Regions from separate parts of the Mus musculus genome. Here all the other regions are linked to region 3. The links are chromatin contacts, called in public HiChIP or PLAC-seq maps. All regions are on one chromosome and are shown on one strand. Each heading gives the region's core, a stretch centred on a gene start, on an enhancer-like site or on the middle of the called end of the contact. The rest is flanking DNA. Distances are from core to core; before and after follow the strand shown.

Region 1 (3,391 bases), core at 616-3,115, 350 kb before region 3:
CACACACACACACACACACACACTTCCCGTCCAGACAGCACTACAAACACACACTCACCAAGCTCTGACAGTCAGTCCTTTGTAACCACACAAGAGAGCTCACTCTAGCCAATGGTTCTCAACCTGGGAGTCGAGACCCCTTTGAGGGGTCAAACGACCTTTACACAGTCATCACTTAAGACCATCAGAAAATACAAATGCTTACGTTATGATCCATAACAGTACCAAATTACAGTTATGGAGTAGCAAAAAAAAAATTATGGTTGGGGGTCACCAAGACATGAGGAACTGTATTAAAGAGCTGCAGCATTAGGAAGGTTGAGAACCACTGATCTAGAACATAAAGCCCTGCACAGGCACGACCCGCTGTACAGCTCATTCCACACGTAGACTACAGAGTCTCCCACCCTGGGGACTCCTCGAGGAAGCATGCCCTGCCTGACATAGGTCCCTCCTCTACAGGAACTCTCCAGGGAACAGGCTCAGCTGGAGCCCTTTCTGGGCACACACCCAGGCCAGGTCGTGGACACTGCAGTGTGCAGAGGGATCTCATCACACACCTTGTCCCTGAGCCTCCCAGCTCTGAGCCAGGGCCAGAGGAGACAACTTGGCTTGGAGGAGGAAGAGTGGCCCACACACTAAGCAAACACAGGCTCCTATCTGACAACACGGAGGAGGTTCTGGGTGCTACCAAAACACAGAGAAATGCAGGCAATAAGAGACTGGATCAGAGGCAGCAAGCCAAAGAGACAGGAAGAAATAGACAGAGGGAGGAGGAGGAAGCTGTCTGAGAATGAGACAAGCCACAGAGAAGATAAGGGAAGAGAAAAAGAAAGGCACAAGCCATGAGTACACAGAGAGCAAGCATGAATAGAGGCACACAGCTAAGAGGGAACCAGGAAACAAAGAGGGACAGACAGAAGGACCCAGGAGCTCCCAAAGGCCACATCAGGGAAGAGCTGAGGCTCGGGACACAATGATAGCCGTGGCTTCAAAGAGCTCATTGTGAGGCAAATAATAAACGAAGAAATCAAAAGGTGGTGGAAGATTAAAAACAGAATAGAGTCTCCAAGCTCCTCCCCACATTGTACAAATAAGTTACAAAGGATGAAACGGGGTTTGGAGGCACAGCTGTAATCCCAACAGCCTGAGTTCAAGGTCAGCCGGAGACAGACCTGAAGCTGCCTCAGAAATAAAGTGGGAGATAGGTTTCCCGGACAGATGCCAATCAAGTGATCAAAGTAAGTTACTGTCACCCGGGACGAGATGAATGGAAGTGGTACCCGTGGGATGGCTGACCAAGTGTAGAGTATCACTCTCTGACAGTCCTGCCAAAAGCCACAACCTGAATCCAATCAAGAGGAAACATCAGGCTGACACAAGCTGAGGCACAGTCTACAAATGAAATGGCCCGGAGCCTTCACAAGTGACAAGGTTACGAAAGTCACGGGAAGACAGAGATTCCCAGACAGGAGGCGACTCCAGACACGGCAGCTAAAAGCAGTGGCTGATTCTGAACTAGATGTTTGTGGTGGCCTTAAGGACGTCTCAGGGACACCCAGTGAGACACCACAGTGTCTGAGAATTAGAAGGCAGTGGCATCTTCATGCCATCAACCTCTGATGTTGGCCTCTGTGTCCCCTGAAACGGAGTCCTCGTGAGGTCAAGGAGGTATTCAAAGTCGAGTGGGGGGCAGCAACTCGCTCCCCCAAAGTTCAGGAGGGAAAGATCTTTGTGCCGAGTGAGTTTGCAACCATTCTGAAGCTTAAGATTGTTTTGAAATCAAAGATAGCCAGGCAGACTAGGTGAAAGGCAAGAGCAAACAGACAAGTCCAGGGCAGAGGTAAAAGCAAAGCAAGAAGAGGTTGAAGGCGTCAGCAGCGCCTCCTGGTGGTCATACTGAGCAGCAGCACTCCCCGAGCCGGTCCTAAATACCCCCCAGCTCCAGCCAGGAGTCTACCATTCCAGTCTACTGCCTGGGTTCAGTGAGGGTAGGGGCCTCCATCCCCTTCCAGTCTGCTGTCTCTCCTCCCACTTTCTCATCTCAGAGTTTGGTTGTCAGATTTCCTGGTCAATTTTGTCAGACATACTGGGGAGGGGCCCCAGCCATGGTGTGGGGTGGGAGGTGGAACAGAGAGGGAACTTGCAGTCCAGTTGGAGAGTGATGTGAGGGAGGCAGGCAGGAAGTCCCAGGCCTCTTTCTTCCTCCCCACTTAAAGAAACAGAATTTGACATTCTAGATAACCTTCCAAAACTCCCCTCCCTATACCCCCAAGTCCAGCCCTTTTCCCAAAGCCTAAGGAAAAGTCCCTTTTCCCAGAGCTCTGGAGTCCTTACAGCCTAGTGGGTAGGAGGGGGCAAGTGACGCCTTCCAGGCTGTTAAGAGACTATCCAGACTCATGCCTGGGACTGTGATACCACTGTCCCATCTGTCCTGGAAAACCTGAGTCTATAAACTTGCCCACAGTGGACCCGGAGGGCTAATGGGTGGTTCCAGGACTCTGACCTCCTCTAAGCAGTTCTGGGTGACTTTCCCCTCATCTAGCTCTGATGGAAGAACAGGCCTGGAATACACTGGGGCTGTGTAGCCGAGTGCATTGACAACCTTCTCTGGACCTCAGTACAAGGCGAAGCTTCGAGCTGCGGAGGGAGGGGGTGTGCTGACAGCTGTGGGGAGCAGAGAATATGAGGACACGTTAGCCCCCTAAGGACAGACTATAAAAATCTGTGTGAGGAAAAGTCAGCTCCATCATCCCCAATGAGAAGCAGGCCTCAGCTTCCCACACTAGGAAGTAGGGTATCCAGGGATGCTATAGAAAGGCTCAACACGTGGATTCTAATGTCACAGGATGTTGGTGGAGATGGTTTAGGGTGGGTTAGCCTCCTCCCTCTGATACCCAAGGACGTCTCAACCCTACAGACCAGAGTCAGAGCTTGCTACAAGAGCAGATTGGTGTTTAAGTCTGGCTCACCCTGCCCCGCTCGCCCATCTGGGACTGCTCCCCAGGTCCAGGCAGAGGATGAGAGTGAGCCCCATAAAGCCCACAAGCCCATAAAACATGCAGTGCCATCCAAGGACGGTGGCTTGTTAGGACAACGATTGCTGTCTTCCTGACAGGCGGCAGACAGCCACATGGGGCACAGCCAGGCCCTGCCCTCCCTGGATTAACAGGCAAGCCCAGAGGCAGGAGACATGGCCACAATGAAGGGAGGGGTGTCCTGGTGGCTCCAGCACTGTCCCACCTCCCTGCAAGCCAGAGTCAGAGCAAGGGAGCAGGGAAGGGATCCAGCTGGAAGCCCTGCTCCCCAGCCCTCAAGCCCCAGCAGCAGAGGGCTTTCAAAGCCTAAGGCCTTGGCCCATCTCAGCCCTTCCCTCTCTCCATTCAGCCAG
Region 2 (3,685 bases), core at 668-3,167, 290 kb before region 3:
TCTTCCCTCCCACTGACTTCATGGGGAAGATGAACGGGAGGGGGAAACAAGCCATCAGGAGAAGCTGCCACCTCAATTAGAGACTCTGGAGTGAGGTAGGGAAAGAGGAGCATCCTGACCTAGCCAAAGGCTGCCCTGCTGGACCACGAGGATAGGCAGATCATCCCCTAGAAACCAGCCCAGACTTCCCTGTCTCTGTTTCCAGGCTCTGTGGAGGCCTGGTTTGCCACGCCTGCTCTGTAGACTACAAGAAGAGAGAGCGTTGCTGCCCAACCTGTGCCCAGCAGGAAGAAATCCAGGACACCTGACAGCACAAGGCAACTAAGACCAGCCGCCCCACCAGTTCACTCTCCCTGTTTCTCTTCCCAACCCTGATGTCTGACTACTCTTTTCTTCTGCAAGCTGGGGCCCCAGCACCGCTGTGGAGGGCCAGAGGGAACAGCTGGCAGTCCACAGATAGGCCTAGCTCTGCGTTCCTGTGGAAGGGACTGAGGGGAACATGCCAAAGCTCTAGAAGCATTGTGTCTGATGAGGAAGACATGCCATAACCTCTCTGTAAAGTCCCTTGAAGCACAGTGAGTCGTGACCATGAATAAGAGCAGCCCAGGGCCCAGATGTTTCCTAGCCACCCTCCCCCTCCCCCATCACCCATAAGAAGCGAAGTCCAAATACATTGGGCTCTTCAGGAACCTCCCCTCCGATCTCCTTCAGAGATCATTGCCTTATCTTGTGTTTCGCAGATTTACTGAGTCGTTGTTGACATAGAATAAACATTGTGTAAGTGTGATGGGTTTTCACTCTAACACACATCTGTCACGCCATCTCTAGACACAGGCATCAGATCCAAGGCTTCTGCACCGTCCTCCAGCTGCTACCTCCATGCTGAGGTAACCACTGACCCTGCCTCATATCACCTTCGAGCACAGGCACTTCCTAGAGATTTGTCTAGATATTACATACACCTCTGGTTCTTTCCTACTCTGTGTACATGTGCGTGTTCGTGTGCATGTGTGTAAGACATGCATGCACTCAACATTCATGATTCATGCAGAGGCCAGAGGATAACTTGTTGGAGCCAACTCTTTCCTTCCATCATACCATCTGTAAGGAACTGGCTGTAAGAATCCATGCAGGTACCAAACTCCCGGACACTCAAGGCTCTTAGATATATAACCAATGCATGGTTTCACACATGCTTAAACCAATTCCAGATTACTGAAAATTCTGGATATGTTATAAATGCTATGTAAACACTGTTCTTTCTGCTGTGTTGTTTGAGGGAACGATTACCAGAAAAAGTCTGAACATGTCCAGTGTAGATATAATTTTTCAAATATATTTTCAACCTGCATTCAACCGTTTGAATCTGTGAATGCAGAAATCATGAATGCACACATGGAGGGACTCGTGGCTCCAGGTGCATATGTAGCAGAGGATGGCCTAGTCAATCATCAATGGGAGAAGAGGCCCTTGGTCCTGTGAAGGTTCTGTGCCCCAGTATAGGGAAATGCCAGGGCCAGGAAGCAGGAGTGGATGGGTTGAGGAGCAGGGGGAGGGGGGAGGGGATAGGGGATTTTGGGAGGAGAAATTAGGAAAGGGGATAAGATTTGAAATGTAAATAAAGAAAATATATAATTAAGAAAGAAAGAAATCATGAAAGCATACCCCATGTATACAAGGGGCCAACTCTATGTTCCCAAGAGGTCTGTGTTCTACTGTCCCATATGTCCCATATGTCAACATATGAGAGTTCCAGCTACTCTTCCGGACAGCTGGCTGTGCTGTGCAGAAGAGGCATGGGGCATAGTGCTCTCCGCCCTTTCCTTTCCGTTGTTATGATGGCTTAGGTACACTGTGAGTACCTGGAACTCAGTCCCGGTGACTCAGCATTGGAGCTCGATTAGTCAGATTCTGATAAAGACAGGAGATGAGTTGTTCTTGAGTAAGATCATTTCCCCTGCAGTCTCTGAGAAGGCTTGTGCAAACTGTGGTGTTCATTTACTAACTGCAGTGCTTCTGAGAAACCTGTTCTAGAAGACACATAGGCTCACTCTATAACAAGGCAATTAGCTGCCCTACCCAGCCTCTAGAGAACATTATAAACCCTAGACAGACAGGAATCCACACTGTCCCCATCCACACTGCTGGAGCCTCTACAATGCTTGGGCAATGTCATGCCGCCAAGCAGAGTCTGGAGACAGCCTTTAAGGGTCTTGGCCACCTAGCATTGCATCCTATTGCTTGCATGGAGTAAGAGTTTAGAAAACAGGAGCTTCTGCCCTGGAGCACTGGTAAGAAGTTGCCCTCAGCAAATGCAATCACAAGGTGATGGACAAAGGAGCTCCCCCCCCTCAAACAACTGGGGTCCAGAATCATCCTCAAAGAGAGTATTCCTTCCTGGGGATTGGCTTAACCCATGTAATTTTACCAGAGTGGAGTTTGTAACCTATTAGCAGGAATCCCAGCATGGATTCTGGCCTTCTTTGTAAACAGAAGGAAGTGAGAGTAATAATAGAAGCCATTTTTCTAAGAGAAAGAGGGATGATCAGGAAAAGAACTCTCACAGGAAGGATTTGGAGGCAAGGAATGGGGAGCTTGCTAGAGCTCCCTTGTTTGGACAAACGAAGAATCATGCTGAGTTCCAGCCTTTAGGCCAGCTCTGTTTCTGAGTAGCCTCTACCAATCTGTTCAACAAACCAGCTGAAGAGAAACTAGAAAGTCTTCCTAGACTTTGGGAACCCTTTAAAGGGGAGTTCCACAGTAGTCACCATCGACCACCCCAGAGCCTGTCCCTGCAAGGATAGCAGGCTTCCAGCAGTGGCTTTAAGGACCATACGGAATCACAACAGCTTCTACAGGGGCACATGGGAGACACCTCCAGTGAGTGTCCCCAGTAGCACTCTGAAGAGGCTGGAGCCCTGCTTGAGCATGCAGGGTCTGAGCCAATGAGGTCAGCATTGTCACAACTTCATTTGTACTGCCAGGCTGGAGAGGCTCTGAGAGGTTTGTATCACATCACATTGTTCTTCAAGCTGTGGGATGCTCTCAAGTCCATCAACGCCCCCCCCCCCAACACACACACACACACACACACACAAATGTTACCAGTTTAGCAGTGTTCGCCAAAGAAGCATGAATTGCTCATGACACTCATCACACTGGGGTTCATTTGGGAAGACAGACGGACTCACAGCTGAAATCCCTGCTTCAAGATGCAAAGGGACAAACAGCCAGATGACTGATTACAAAACCTGGACTGAACATGGAAGCAAAAAGAAGAATCCAACCAGAGGGCAGAAAGAGTATCCCAAGAAAAGGGAGTACACTCGAGCCCCGCCCCTGACTGGAAAAACCTCTAGGGATCCGCACAGGGTTCTCAGAGGTTGAACAGTTCAAGGTATGGCCAGAAGTAAAAGAGGTCAACTACAAGAATACCATGTGACCACATCAGGACTGACTTCACCTGAGGCTGTTGAGGGTCCTTAAAGGTCTTAAAGGGGAATATGGAGTAAGCATATTTATATTTTAGGAAGATCTTCCTCTCTGCAGAATATATGATAGGTTGAAGGGAAAGACTTGAGGCTGCAATTGTGGGAGGCGCAAGAGGAGGGAGAGGCAGAGGATGAAGAGGAGGAGGAGGAGGAGGAGGATCATTCTAAATGCTTCACAGAGACTTGTTTGTCCC
Region 3 (3,478 bases), core at 687-3,186:
TCTTTTTTGATTCTTAATTTTTTTAAAAGACATTTATGAGTATTTTGTCTACATGTTTGTATGTGCACCATATCCATGCTGTCTACAGAGGCCAGAAAAAGGCACCAAATCCCCTGTAATGAGTGACAGATGGTGTGAGCCATCATCATGTAGATGCTGGGAACTGCTTGCGTCCTTTCTAAGAGCAGCAACTGCTCTTAACCTCTGAGCCATCCTCCCAGTCCTTGACTTTTTTTTAAAATTTATTTTATATGAATATGAGGGCATCAGATTCAGAGGGTTGTGAGCCACCATGTGGTTGCAGGGAATTGAACTCAGGACCTCTGGAAGAGCAGTCAGTGCTCTTAACCACTGAGCCATTTCTCCAGCCTGACTTATTTATTATTATTTTAAATCATGGATATATTATAAGCATAATGTGAGAAAGCTTGAGTTTAGTGCCAAATGGGGAGAGGAAGATTTCAGACATTTTTGGCTCCCTCAAACTCTAAAGGTGAGCTATTATTAACAAGAGTGGAATGACGGCTCTTGATGGCGGCGGCGGCAGCAGGAGGGTATGGCAGTGCTGATGAATCAGCCTCTGGGAGGTAGATATGAGCATGGGCAGGGCTGGTAATCAGCTGGCAGGCCTGCAGAGCCCAAGAGCAGGGCCGTGAAAGATACAAGCTCACTGGGATGGGTAGTCTCTGCCTTCTAGCTGGGGTCAGAGTCCAGCAGTCTGGACACAGTTGAGAGGTCAGCCTTACTGGGCCCAGGGGATGGCAGTGGGGGTGACGACAGGTATGGGTACCATGGATCCATGTACAGAGCTTAGTCTGTCATTGGAGCTATAATTGTGACAAATATAGGGTTCCAGTAACAGACGTGGTACCCAGTTCCAACCCACTGATATCCTTATTTACGGCATTTCCAAACTGCCCTCCCAGGAGACTTGAGGAGAAAAGGCCCATGCCTGGGAGGCAAGTCTAATGACAGGGTAGGGAACTGAAATGTCATACCCACCTGAGCTTGAAACCCATCTAACAGTGTAGCTTAAGAAGCTGCTCAATAGCCGGGCAGTGGTGCCGCACGCCTTTAATCTCAGCACTTGGAAGGCAGAGGCAGGCGGGATTTCTGAGTTCGAGGCCAGCCTGGTCTACAGAGTGAGTTCCAGGACAGCCAGGGCTACACAGAGAAACCCTGTCTCGAAAAACAAAACAAAAAACCAAAACCAAACCAAACCAAAAAAACAACAAAAAAAGAAGCTGCACAATGTAGCCGCTCTAGGAGCAGAGAAATGTCCCCTGGGGCAACTCCACTTCAGAACAGCCTGATTTAAACTGGGCTTTGCACATAGTAGGCAGGCAGGTGCTGGTGCACTGAGCTCTCCTACCTGTATCTTCCAAGTTCTGAGTTACAGGAGTGCGCCACCAAGCCATTTTCTCCAGCCTTTGAAATCTTATTATTTATGGGTATTTTGCTTGAATATGTGTACCATGCCCATGAAGTACTCCTGGAGGCCAGAAAAACCAAAAAATAAAACCCCCCAACAAACAAAAATCAACAAAAAGAAACATCCCTGAGCTGTGTGGTAGTGTACACCTTTAATCTCAAGTACTCAGAAGGCAGATGCAAATTCATCTCTAAGAGTTCAAGGCTAGCCTGGTCTACGAAATGAATTCTGGGCAAGCCAAGGCTACACAAAGATAGCCTGTTTTAGAAACAGTTCCCATTTTGGGCTAAGAATATAGCTTGAGTTTGAACTGTGCAGCATAAAAACTGCCTGGAGGAACATGCCTGTGATGTTAGCAAGTGGGAGGTAGTAACAAGAGGTTCAAGAGTTCAAGTTCCAGCCTGGGTCCCGGGAAAACCTAAACTCCTACTTCCTAAGAGTAGGAGCCTGGAAATAACAGAAGTTCCTTAAACAAGCCAAGATCTGAGATTTGACTTCAAGCCTAACGTGGCCTGACTGACTACACGGACATTTATTCATGTCACACTTCCTCCTCCTCCCCTTCCCTGGCTCATGACAATGTTGGCTTTTGTTCCTCTTCTGTTTGATCATATGCCACATCTGTATGATTCATCTTGAGCAAACCCAGGGGAAGACTGTGACCTTTGCCCTCTGGTCTCTTCTAGGAGCACCTGTCCACCGAAGACTTCACTAGGGCCTTGGGCATGACTCCAGCTGCCTTCTCTGCCCTGCCTCGATGGAAGCAACAAAACATCAAGAAAGAAAAAGGACTGTTTTGAGAATTGAAGCTCTCTGGCTGTCCAGCAGCCCCTACCCTGCCTTCAAGGGCTTTGTGCCGCCATTACTGGTTTTAGTCCTGTGGCAGATGAAAATGTCCAATTGTACCTGTGAGCCACAGTGTGACAATTCCTTTTGTTTATAATAGTAATTTGCCCATTCCTTCAGACGCATGCCACAGACCCATGGAAATCTTGTAGAGTTTTCTTTTCTTAGATGGACAGCTAAGTACTCCAGGAGACATTAGCGTCTGGGGGTTTCTCTGGCACCGTCACTCACTCAGGATCTTATCCTGATCTTACCCTCCTCACACTCAAAAGGGAGGGCTAAGGCCAAAGCTGGGCTTACAGCTCTAACCCAGAGCCTTTGCAAAGCTCCACAGACTCCTCAAATGACAACACCAGGAACATGGGTTTGCTACGTGAAGTCCAATCAGAAGCCAATAGGTGATTTTCTCTTAAAACTGGTTATCCAGTGTCCCCAGGAACATGTCCCTTTAAACAAATAAATCAAACTAATATGAGGTTAATAAAGGCTTTAATGTCTCTCACACATTAAAACAAAACAAAACAAAAAAACCAAATCTGTATAATTTAAAAAGAAAACAAAACCAGGGAAAACCCTTAAAGGAAAAGAGGAACAGTTCTGCTAAAACACAGATAAAGCGCCGTTCCACACAAACGTCAATAATCAGAACCCAAGTCACTCTGAACACAAAGGAAAAAAAGCCACCTCACAAATAACGTGGCCAAAGCTGCCAGCAAACCTGGGAGTGGCTCAATCAGCAAAGTGCAGGAACCTCACTTGTTCCCTCCCCCAGGCATGAAGAACCTCTACCAAGAGGCCAGGGAGGGCGAGGAGGAAGTGTGAAGAGGAAGGCAGCAAGGGCACAGGTGCACACGCTACAATGGCCTCCCTCTTGCCCTCTCCTATTCTGACTGACTAGTTCAGACAACTGCCCTTTGTTCTTGGTCTGGCTTGATACACCTGGATCTTGACTGTCATCCAGCTTTCTCTCAGGCCTGAGGACTATCTCCTATCTCTAAGTTTTAAGTCTACTGTCATTAAAATGTTTATTCATATGGGAACACCTATAATTAAAACCTCCAGACCTTAGACACGCGGCACTCATGGAAAGTACAGTTTCCTAATTGTGTATAAATGAGACTGCTCAGATCTAGTAACTAAAGCAAGCCACCAAGGAGTCTACTGTGGCGACATACAGAGTACCCCTGTTATAAAACGGCC

The links. HiChIP or PLAC-seq counts read pairs in DNA pulled down with a chosen protein or histone mark.
Region 1: a contact with region 3 is called in a FOXA1 HiChIP or PLAC-seq map of pancreatic cancer cells. The contact joins two enhancer-like sites. A contact is called at or near these places in 2 of 115 datasets of contacts at active chromatin or transcription factors (microglia and pancreatic cancer cells) and 2 of 9 other capture datasets (adipose tissue and liver).
Region 2: a FOXA1 HiChIP or PLAC-seq map of pancreatic cancer cells shows a contact between it and region 3. The contact joins two enhancer-like sites. A contact is called at or near these places in 1 of 39 promoter capture datasets (embryonic stem cells), 2 of 115 datasets of contacts at active chromatin or transcription factors (double positive thymocytes and pancreatic cancer cells) and 2 of 9 other capture datasets (adipose tissue and liver).

Annotation. Positions count from the first base shown.
Region 1 is chr1:74,081,151-74,084,541 of GRCm38.p6, forward strand. All of the region lies in intron 1 of Tns1 (tensin 1), which reads right to left. Among named protein-coding and RNA genes, the nearest start is that of Gm31637, 13 kb to the right of the region's middle. Within about 2 kb of position 1,866, at least 98 of the 459 cell types and tissues checked have an H3K27ac peak or open chromatin away from gene starts, as enhancers often do. A contact at or near this core is called in adipose tissue and pancreatic cancer cells, where this site is marked.
Region 2 is chr1:74,147,439-74,151,123 of GRCm38.p6, forward strand. It overlaps Rufy4 (RUN and FYVE domain containing 4), which reads left to right. Exons shown (of 12, transcript NM_001170641.1): 12 at 206-792. The coding sequence ends at 308. Among named protein-coding and RNA genes, the nearest start is that of Cxcr2, 4.7 kb to the right of the region's middle. Within about 2 kb of position 1,918, at least 36 of the 459 cell types and tissues checked have an H3K27ac peak or open chromatin away from gene starts, as enhancers often do. A contact at or near this core is called in pancreatic cancer cells, where this site is marked.
Region 3 is chr1:74,432,760-74,436,237 of GRCm38.p6, forward strand. It overlaps Vil1 (villin 1), which reads left to right. Exons shown (of 20, transcript NM_009509.2): 20 at 2,119-2,801. The coding sequence ends at 2,232. Usp37 (ubiquitin specific peptidase 37) reads right to left here. Exons shown (of 24, transcript NM_001310662.1): 24 at 2,751-3,478. Among named protein-coding and RNA genes, the nearest start is that of Vil1, 25 kb to the left of the region's middle. Within about 2 kb of position 1,937, at least 76 of the 459 cell types and tissues checked have an H3K27ac peak or open chromatin away from gene starts, as enhancers often do. A contact at or near this core is called in adipose tissue and pancreatic cancer cells, where this site is marked.